Linked DNA regions of Zea mays: region 2 is linked to region 1. Evidence: chromatin contacts called from public Hi-C data. All regions are on one chromosome and are shown on one strand. The core of a region is the stretch at or near the end of the contact, and the rest is flanking DNA. Distances in the headings are between cores, read along the strand shown. Region 1 holds the start of LOC100284454. Region 2 has its middle 29 kb from the start of LOC103632762.

What was found. A called contact is a pair of places that touch in the nucleus more often than the background predicts.
Region 2: a Hi-C map of leaf shows a contact between it and region 1, with 4 times the contacts expected there. The contact joins the enhancer-like site here to the promoter of LOC100284454 in region 1. A contact is called at or near these places in 4 of 25 Hi-C or Micro-C datasets (bundle sheath, ear, leaf and 1 more).

The regions. Positions count from the first base shown.
Region 1 is chr7:120,433,494-120,437,918 of Zm-B73-REFERENCE-NAM-5.0, reverse strand. It overlaps LOC100284454, which reads left to right and starts at 1,986. Exons shown (of 1, transcript NM_001157349.3): 1 at 1,986-3,866. The coding sequence starts at 2,195. The coding sequence ends at 3,589.
Region 2 is chr7:120,597,837-120,602,261 of Zm-B73-REFERENCE-NAM-5.0, reverse strand. No RefSeq gene overlaps it. Among protein-coding and RNA genes, the nearest start is that of LOC103632762, 29 kb to the left of the region's middle. Within about 2 kb of position 1,956, at least 11 of the 20 cell types and tissues checked have an H3K27ac peak or open chromatin away from gene starts, as enhancers often do. A contact at or near this core is called in bundle sheath and leaf, where this site is marked.

The DNA.
Region 1 (4,425 bases), core at 737-3,236:
GAGGCTCTCATGTGTTCCCAAAACTGGCTTCGGAACAAGTACAAAGGTATACAATTGGTTTGTTGTAGTCTGTAGAATTCATATTTTATTTATACTCATGCCTGAAAACTTATACATTTGTGTTTCTAGTTGATGATACGAGCAAGAAACCTGCTACCTTTTGGTCTTGTCTCCAAGACATACAAGAGGGCCTTCAGGTTATTCTTTCTAACTTGTCCTTGTTTGATTAATTTTGTGCCTTCACTGCTAACTAATTCTAAATTTGTTCATGTAGGAGCTTGCCCTTTGAATCAATAAAGTCAAGTCTAAACTCTAACAGCCTATTGCCTGCTTGCTGCAACGTCGATGATGTGATTGGTGTCATGGTCACATGTTTTTTGGTGCATGAAAAACTAGTTCTTTTGGTAGCCTGGTAGGCTGGTAGTGGTAAAGTAACTTTTTTGGTGCATGAAAAACTAGTTCTTTTGGTAGCCTGGTAGGCTGGTACTGAACTACTGATGCCTGTAATGAAATATCTGTGATGCACTGATGCCTGTAAGCTGCAACTTTTGAACTTATGGCTTGTAATCATGTGACTATGTGAGGCAATGGCGTGGCAGTGATTTGAACTGATGTCTTATACTTTTGCTACTGTTTTTTACCTAACTTAATTAATCTGAATCGGGTGGCTGCCGGGTATGGGTTACCCGTCGGGTAACAATACCCACTCGGGTACGGGTATGGGTAAACATTTCTACCCGCAACCGGGTATGGGTATTGTGTCGGGTATATTTTTTTGTCGCGGGTGCGGGTATGGAAAGACAATACCCGGCGGGTACGTACCCGTTGCCATCTCTAGTGCGGCGGCCGTTCAGTATTTTTCCCTTTGTAGGATAATTCACTTTGAGCCTGTAGCCTTTGCATGTCTCTTTTTTACTCCACTTTTGATTGTTTTATCGGTAGTGAAGTCCATTCCGCAAGCCTATGTTAATAAAGACGTGTGTAAGTGTGTTAGTTAACTTCCAATTATTGAGGAACATATTTACTTATGAAAAAATTCTTAGTAATGGTCAATGTAACAAAAAAAAGTAAGGCCACATTTGTTTCATTGGAATTGAATTCTATTATAATAATTATAATTTAGATAAAACTAATTAAGTTCATATATTTATATATATAATATATTTGTATATTATCCTAAATTATATGAGAGATAGTTATATATTATATTTATATTATAGCGAAGCAAGTATAAGAGTGTGTTATAAGTTGTACATCGGAAAAATAGCATGTAAATTTATAGAATCAATTTTTATCTCTTACCTCATGAATTTGAGATATTCTTATATGATAACTTTGGAAAGTGTGGAATGTCATATTCTAAAAAAATAGCCTATTGCATTAGTAAAATTCCAATTCCTCAAGATAAAGAAAACAAACGGGACATAAAAGTAATTCTACGAGAATTTTGCGTGAATCAATGTATTTTTAGAAAAAAAAAACAAAAAAATATAGAGAGAAATCACATTCCAAATTGGTTCTTAATGGGAGGGCAGATTCTTGGCACATGATACTAGGAAACAGTCTTTCCCGTCTAATTGCTCTCCCTAAACAAACCTAATCTCGCTGGCAATGAGGACATTCCACTACTAGACGAGAACTCTAGACCTGCTGCCGGCCAAGGTTGCCATGGTACAACAACGTTGAAGGTTGAACGCTGAACGGGCGCAGGAAATGGCCCAATCACCCGGCAGCAGATCCGCCCGAATCTTCGGTGCTCCAACCTCGCCGGCAACAACCGCTCCCGACGCGTCATGGGCCCTTCCTCGCTCCCGCCTCCACTCCGTAGCTCCCACCTCACCCCCGCTCCTCGCAGGCTCGACCCCACCCGTTCGGTCCGCGTGCCCGCCTCACGTTGGTCCGCCGCGCGCGCACCACACCACAGTACCACACCACACCACACCGCTACATACAAATAAGCGAGCCCCCCGGCGCCCAACGACTTTGCAAATCCCGTGTGCCGCACTGGCCGAGCCCACATTCGAACCAAAGTCCCCCCGGGCCCCCCCAAGGAAAACCATGTGCCGCGCCCGCCACGTTCCCACGCGCCACTAAATCAGCAGCGCCCGGCCGCCCGGAGCTGCCAGTAGCGGCAACAGCAAAACAAGAAGCAGCCAGCTACCGGAGCACTAGTAAACAGTAAGCAGCAGAGAGCATGGCGAGATCAGGGCGGGAAGCGGAGCCCGGAGAGGAGGAACGGAAGCTGGTGCTGGGCAAGTACGAGCTGGGCCGCCTGCTGGGGCAGGGCACCTTCGCCAAGGTTTACTACGCGAGGGACCTGAGCGCCGGCGCCGGCACGGGCCACAGCTGCAGCGTAGCCATCAAGGTGATCGACAAGGCGCGGCTGCGGCGCACGGAGGGGATGGTGGAGCAGCTGCGCCGGGAGATCTCCATCATGCGGATGGTGCGGCACCCCAACGTGGTGGGCATCCGGGAGGTGCTCGCCAGCCGCTCCCGCGTCTTCGTCGTCATGGAGTACGCGCGCGGCGGGGAGCTCTTCGCCAAGGTGGCCCGGGGCCGCCTCGACGAGGACCACGCGCGCCGCTACTTCCAGCAGCTGGTCGCCGCCGTCGGCTTCTGCCACCGCCGCGGCGTCGCGCACCGGGACCTCAAGCCCGAGAACCTGCTGCTGGACGAGGCGGGGCGGCTCAAGGTCACCGACTTCGGGCTGGCCGCGCTGCCCGAGCAGCTGCGCCACGACGGCCTGCTCCACACGCAGTGCGGCACCCCCGCGTACGTCGCGCCCGAGGTGCTCAGGAAGCGCGGCTACGACGGCGCCCGCGCCGACCTCTGGTCCTGCGGCGTCGTGCTCTACGTCCTCCTCTGCGGCTTCCTCCCGTTCCAGCACGACAACTACGTCAAGTTGTACCAGAAGATCTTCAAGGCCGACTACCAGGTGCCGCCCTGGGTCTCCGGCGACGCGCGCCGCCTCATCGCGCGCCTGCTCGTCGTCGACCCCGCCAAGCGCGCCTCCATCGCCGAGATCATGTGCACGCCGTGGTTCAGGAAGGGCTTCGTGCCGCCCGTCCTTTCGCCCCCGGTGACGCCCAAGAAACAGCAGCTGGACGAAGGCGCTGCCCTCTTCGACAACGACGACGACGACAACAGCAACAGCAACCACTCTGGCGCCACCTCCCCTCGGTCGTGCAACGCGTTCCAGCTCATCTCGTCCATGTCCTCCGGGTTCGACCTGTCGGGGCTGTTCGAGAGCGAGCAGAAGACCGCGACCGTGTTCACGGCCCGCGCGCCGGCGGCCACCGTGGTGGAGAAGCTGGAGTCCGTGGCGCGCGCCCTAGGATTCGAGGTCACCAGGGGGAAAGGCTGGAAGGTGAGGATGGAGGCCAAGGCCGAGGGCACGAACGGACGGCTCGCGGCCACCGCCGAGGTGCTCGAGGTGGCCGTGGACGTGACCGTGGTCGAGTTCGTGCACGACGCCGGGGACGCGCTGGACTTTAACAAGTTCTGCGCCGTCGACGTCCGCCCGGGGCTCACGGAGATCGTCTGGGCGTGGCAGGGCGACAGCCCCGCCGCCGCCGTCGGCACCGCGTGAACAAGCGTCCCCGTCTGTCACGTGGAAGTTGTAGCAACTTTGCGTAGGAGTTAAACACGGCTGCACTGGCACCAGCTTTTTATAGCATGTAAAGTTTCAAGTTCTCGTCGTTGCTTCGAGACTGCCATGGTGGCTAGTTCGTTGTGTGCCATATGCTGTACAGGAAGGAAAGAGTCGAATCGAGCCGGGGAGTTTTCGATCGACTTGCCAAGTTTTGTACGATCATAACCTGTATTTTCTGGAGATGTGTGCATACAAAATTTTGCCCGTGATCAAATTTAGTTTTGGTCCCCATATATTTTTTCCCATCAGGATGATTCTACCAATTAAATCAATTATTACTATGTCATTTTCACAGGATCTAGGTTGTTCTTAATCAGCAATGGATATTCATACAAGTCTTCGATGTTCAATGAGCTAGGTGGAAATTTCGGTGTTACAAAAGTAATTACACGATAGGATTTTTTTTTTGCTAATGTGACAAGGTATTTAATAGGAGGAAGATAAAAGCTATCTTAAGTAAGATACTGCTTTCACATGATATCTTAGGTTATGACACACACAAAATATTACTGAGGTCTATTTTTATAGACAACACCAATTAAATAATTAAAACATATAAATATGATAAAGGGAGTGTATCTTGTATCAATATCATACTTTTTTATCTTATGTGGTATTTTTGGATATTGGAGTATATGATACTTGGGACCGAGAATAGTCTTAAGGTCCATACAATTATTTGATATTTTTCTCAGAATCTTTTTCCTGCGAAGTTGATCATTGTAGTGGTTCCTCCTGTGTCCTATTTGAAATTGGTTATGGCCCTGTCTTTG
Region 2 (4,425 bases), core at 707-3,206, 160 kb before region 1:
CCGCGCGACGGCCACGGGTGCAAGCGAGCGCGGCGAGGCAGGGCACGACGGAGCGAGGCGGGGCCGGCAGGCGCGCGCGACGGCGAGGCGGAGCGCGGCGGGGCACGATGGAGGTCGCTGGGCTTGCGTGCGCGCGACGGCCACGGGCGCAAGCGAGCGCGGCGAGGCGGGGCGCGACGGAGCGAGGCGGGGCACGAGCGCGGCGGCGGTGGGGCGCGAGTGCGGCGGCGCGACGGGATTTAGGGCAGGCGGGGCGCGAGCGAAGAGATTTCGTGCTGAGCCAGGGATGGACGATTAAGGGACACTATTTTCGTCGGCCTCACGGAGGCCGACGAAAATAATGGTCCGGTTAATGTCGTATTTTCGTCGGCCTCTGCAGGCCGACGAAAATAATGGTCGTATTTTCGTGGGCCTGGCGGAGACCGACGAAAATACACCACATTTTCGTCGGTCCCGAGGCCGACGAAAATAAGTTTCGTATTCTCGTGGGCCTGCCCACGAAAATAGCCACATTTTCGTTGGTAACGACGGCCGACGAAAATAACATTGCATTTTCGTGGGCCGGCCGACGAAAATAACCCGGCCCACGAAAATTTATGCGTTTCCTGTAGTGCAAATTAGCAGAAATCGGCACATACCACGACAACGGCCAAGATTAGAACTGCACCTCCACTTGTTCCACCTAACAGGGGAGCGGGATGACGAACTCCTGGCCCGAACTGAGCGGTGAGTCGGGGTTGTCGACGGTGAGCCCATTGGCGGTGTGGATCTGGTCGGTGGAGGGGAGGCCAAGTCGCCGCAGACACAGCGGTTGGCACGCGAGGGGCGTCCTGACGGGGGACGATGCGGTTGGCGGCACCTGGAGAGTCGAAGTCGAGCGCGTTCCTGCGATCGTCGATTTCGCTGTCGCGCCACGGAACACCACTGCCACTAGAAACAACAGCCGTGCAGTCGCGCTGGAGAGCGGGTCCGCGTGGAGTAGGGGCAGTCTGGAGATGTAACACCGGCGCTGCGAGGAAGATGAAGATTGGGGAAGAAGAAACTGGCGGCGGCTACGTGCGGGGAAAGGAGGTAAGGTTAGGGGAGGGAAGAAAATGAGGGAAACGAAGGGAATGCACCTCTAGAACGATATGACGGGGAGGCAATCCGCCATGGATCTCATCTATGGGGACCCTTGTCCGCCGCGGTCGTGCTGGCTTCGCCGCGCTCGCTCGTGTCGCGCAACCGCCGCCACTAAAACACTAGTCTCAGCCATCGCAGAAACCTAGGTAGAGCGGTTGGTTTTATATGATGGTACATGAGCGTAAACCTGTGTATAACTAAGCGTAAACATTATAGTGGGTGGACTGGATGGTGCACCTGATCAACCGGGCAGGTGGTCGGGGCTTCCTGTAGTTAAACAGAGCACAAGGCTCAAGTTCTTATATCATATGCACTACCAAGCATGGCTGTAAATCTTCTTACGCCCCGGACCAAGTCTAGTTAATTAATTTCGCTCATCTCTTTCCATTCATTCTAGTAATTTTACACCTGAGCAAATGAAGTTATATATATAAGCCACGGCTGCCACGCCCAGGCCATGGCCAGAACGACTCAGTTGTGAAAATCCGGCCTTGGCTATACACACGATCTTTAATTTGGTTCAATTACGGAGTGTAGGTAGCAATAAGCAGGTGGCAGAGGAACTTCAAATATTAAGCTAGATCATAAAAAATGATGCAGTTCCGGGATTCCCATGCTCAAAGTCAAGCATCCAAATGCGCACCGCAAAGAACCTCGCCCTTTTTGTAAAGCGAGCGGGGGGTGGCGCGCGCAGGATCGGAGGCCCCACGAGATTCGGGGGGGGCGGGGGTGGAGGAACGATATCGATGGTCGATGAGCATGAGCTACGACCTTGCTGCTCCGCAAGCGAACCAAGAGGGGGCGCCAAAGTTCATCACACCTCTGTTTCTGTCTCTCTCTTCTCACTGGCCTCCTTTACGACTGAGCGTAGACCGATGCCGCATGCGCCATGCACAGCACAGAGAGGCCCTTTTGTTTAATCTGCAGTTGCTGTCACGCGCGAATCACTTCCGGCGGCCTGCCCATGCCACGATGATGCGCTGATTAACCAATGCGCCGGCCGTAGCAATGTGGACCATTCTACCGTATTTTGTAACCTCATAGCTATATATATAAGTATATATACTCCATTGGGGAAATTTATTACAGTAACCACCATTCTGAAATTGATGCAGTTAATTCTAGATTTACGTACCTTCAGTTAAATTATCTAATATTTGACAAAGTTTATATAAAAAAGTGTTGATGTTTTATGACATTGTATATATAAGGGTACTTATTTGATATTATAGATATTGATCTAGAATTATATTTTTGTACACAGAAGAAATAGATACCTATTTCTCTACAGGTTAATTGTCTGTGGCCATGGTCTAAGTTAGGGTAATAATGCATAGTCCCTCCATTCTAAAAGGAAATAAAATTCTAAATTAAAACTTTCTTAGGTTTAACCAAGTCTAATATTTAAGTCTCTAAATAGATTTACTAGAGGTGGAACAGTGCGCGTCACGGCGAGGCGGGGGGGGGGGGGGGGTCTCGCTGTCAGACACAATGCCGAGAGTGGTGGCAGCAGTGGCAGGGCGAAGCGAGGAGTAGTGCGCTAGAGATGGCGAGCGAGGCACGTGCGGTGAGCTCCCGGGGTCAGCTGCAGGGGTGGTGGTCAGAATTTTGCAGGCCTGAGAGCGGTGGGCAGGGAGGGCGAACAGAGCGGATAGAGCAAAAAGTTGGATGGGGGTGCTTGCGTGGGACCAGTTTGGGGGGGGGGGGGGGGTTGATGGGCGTGGGGTTGGTGAGGGGGCTAGTGGGTTTTGTGGGGCAGGGGGGTGCATTCGGGGGGTTGTCAACTGGGGTGCGGCCTAACCTAGAGTTTGGCAGAAGATGGGTTAAAAGGAAATTGGGTTAACCATTTCCTATAACTAATTTTGGTGGTTGATAATCAACAAAACACATGGACTAACTAGTTTGTTCTAGAAATCATCTATTACAGGTGCATAAGGTTCAACACAAACCAATAAAAGAATCAAGTTAGGGACTCAATTTGAAACGGAGCAAAGAACTTGAGTGTGCTGAGAATTAGCGCACCGGACTGTCCGGTGTGCCACCGGACAGTGTCCGGTAGACCAGGACCGTACAGGTGTGAACCAGCCACTCTCGGGAAAACGGAGGCACGCTCCGCTATAATTCACCGGACTGTCCGGTGTGCCACCGAACTGTCCGGTGAGCCAGCGGAGCAACGACTACCTGCGCTCAACGGTCGACTCTGACAGATGAACAGTGTCACGGCAGAAGTCAGAGCAGGAAGTCAGAGGGGCACCGGACTATCCAGTACCGCAAGAAGACAAAGCTCCAACGGTCGACCCAGCTCCGAACCCTAACGATTGGGTGACGTGGGGGCGCATCGGACAAGGAACAGTGCCTGTCCGGTGGCGCACCGGACTGTCCGGTGCGTCCATCGCCAGCAGCCTCCCCAACGGCTACCAAAGTGGTTGGGGGCTATAAATACCCCCAACCACCACAACCTTTGGTATCCAAGTTTTTCAGAGATCACATTCAATACAAGAGCTAGTGCATTCACTCCAAGACACATTTCCAAAGATCAAACCCTCTCCAAGCATAGAATTCAACTCAAACATTTAGTGACTTGTGAGAGAGTGTGTTCGTGTTCTTTTGCCCTCTTGTTTCTTGGATTGCCTTTCTTCTTTCTCAATTCTTGTTCTCAAGTGACTTGTAATCAAAGCAAGAGACACCTAAGTGTGTGGTGGTTCTTGCGGGGTCATAGTGATCCAATTGATTAAGGAGAAGGCTCACTTGGTCTAAGTGACCGTTTGAGAGAGGGAAAGGGTTGAAATAGACCCGGTATTTGTGACCTCCTCAACGGGGACTAGGTTCTTTGGAACCGAACCTCGGTAAAACAAATCACCGTGTTCACTCGCTTGATTCTTGATTGATTTATTTTCTCTCTCTTCCGGACTTGAATTTAATGTTGGAACTTGCTCTCCTGTGCAAGTTGATCCAACGGGGGAGTGAAAGCAATGTAAACAAGGTTTTAGCTTGAGATGGCAATAGCTCTGTTAATCTAGCCTCTCAAGGGCACTGTGCGGGGGTATTTATAGGTGTCTGAGTGCCCAGCGTCAAGGATTAAGGACGCATGTGCCCTCATGTGCCTAGGTCCTCCCCGGAATATTCCCATTAAAGCAGGGTTACAGACTGTAATAACAGAAAAACCTTTACAATTTAGGCCCGTAATGCGCAGCGACAGCGCGGAGCCCGTTATGATGAGCCGGATTGCACGTGGGCCCTCGTGTTGGGCGACGCCGCGGGATGGGGCGACCTCGCCATAGGTCTTCGTCCTTCGGCGTGTCG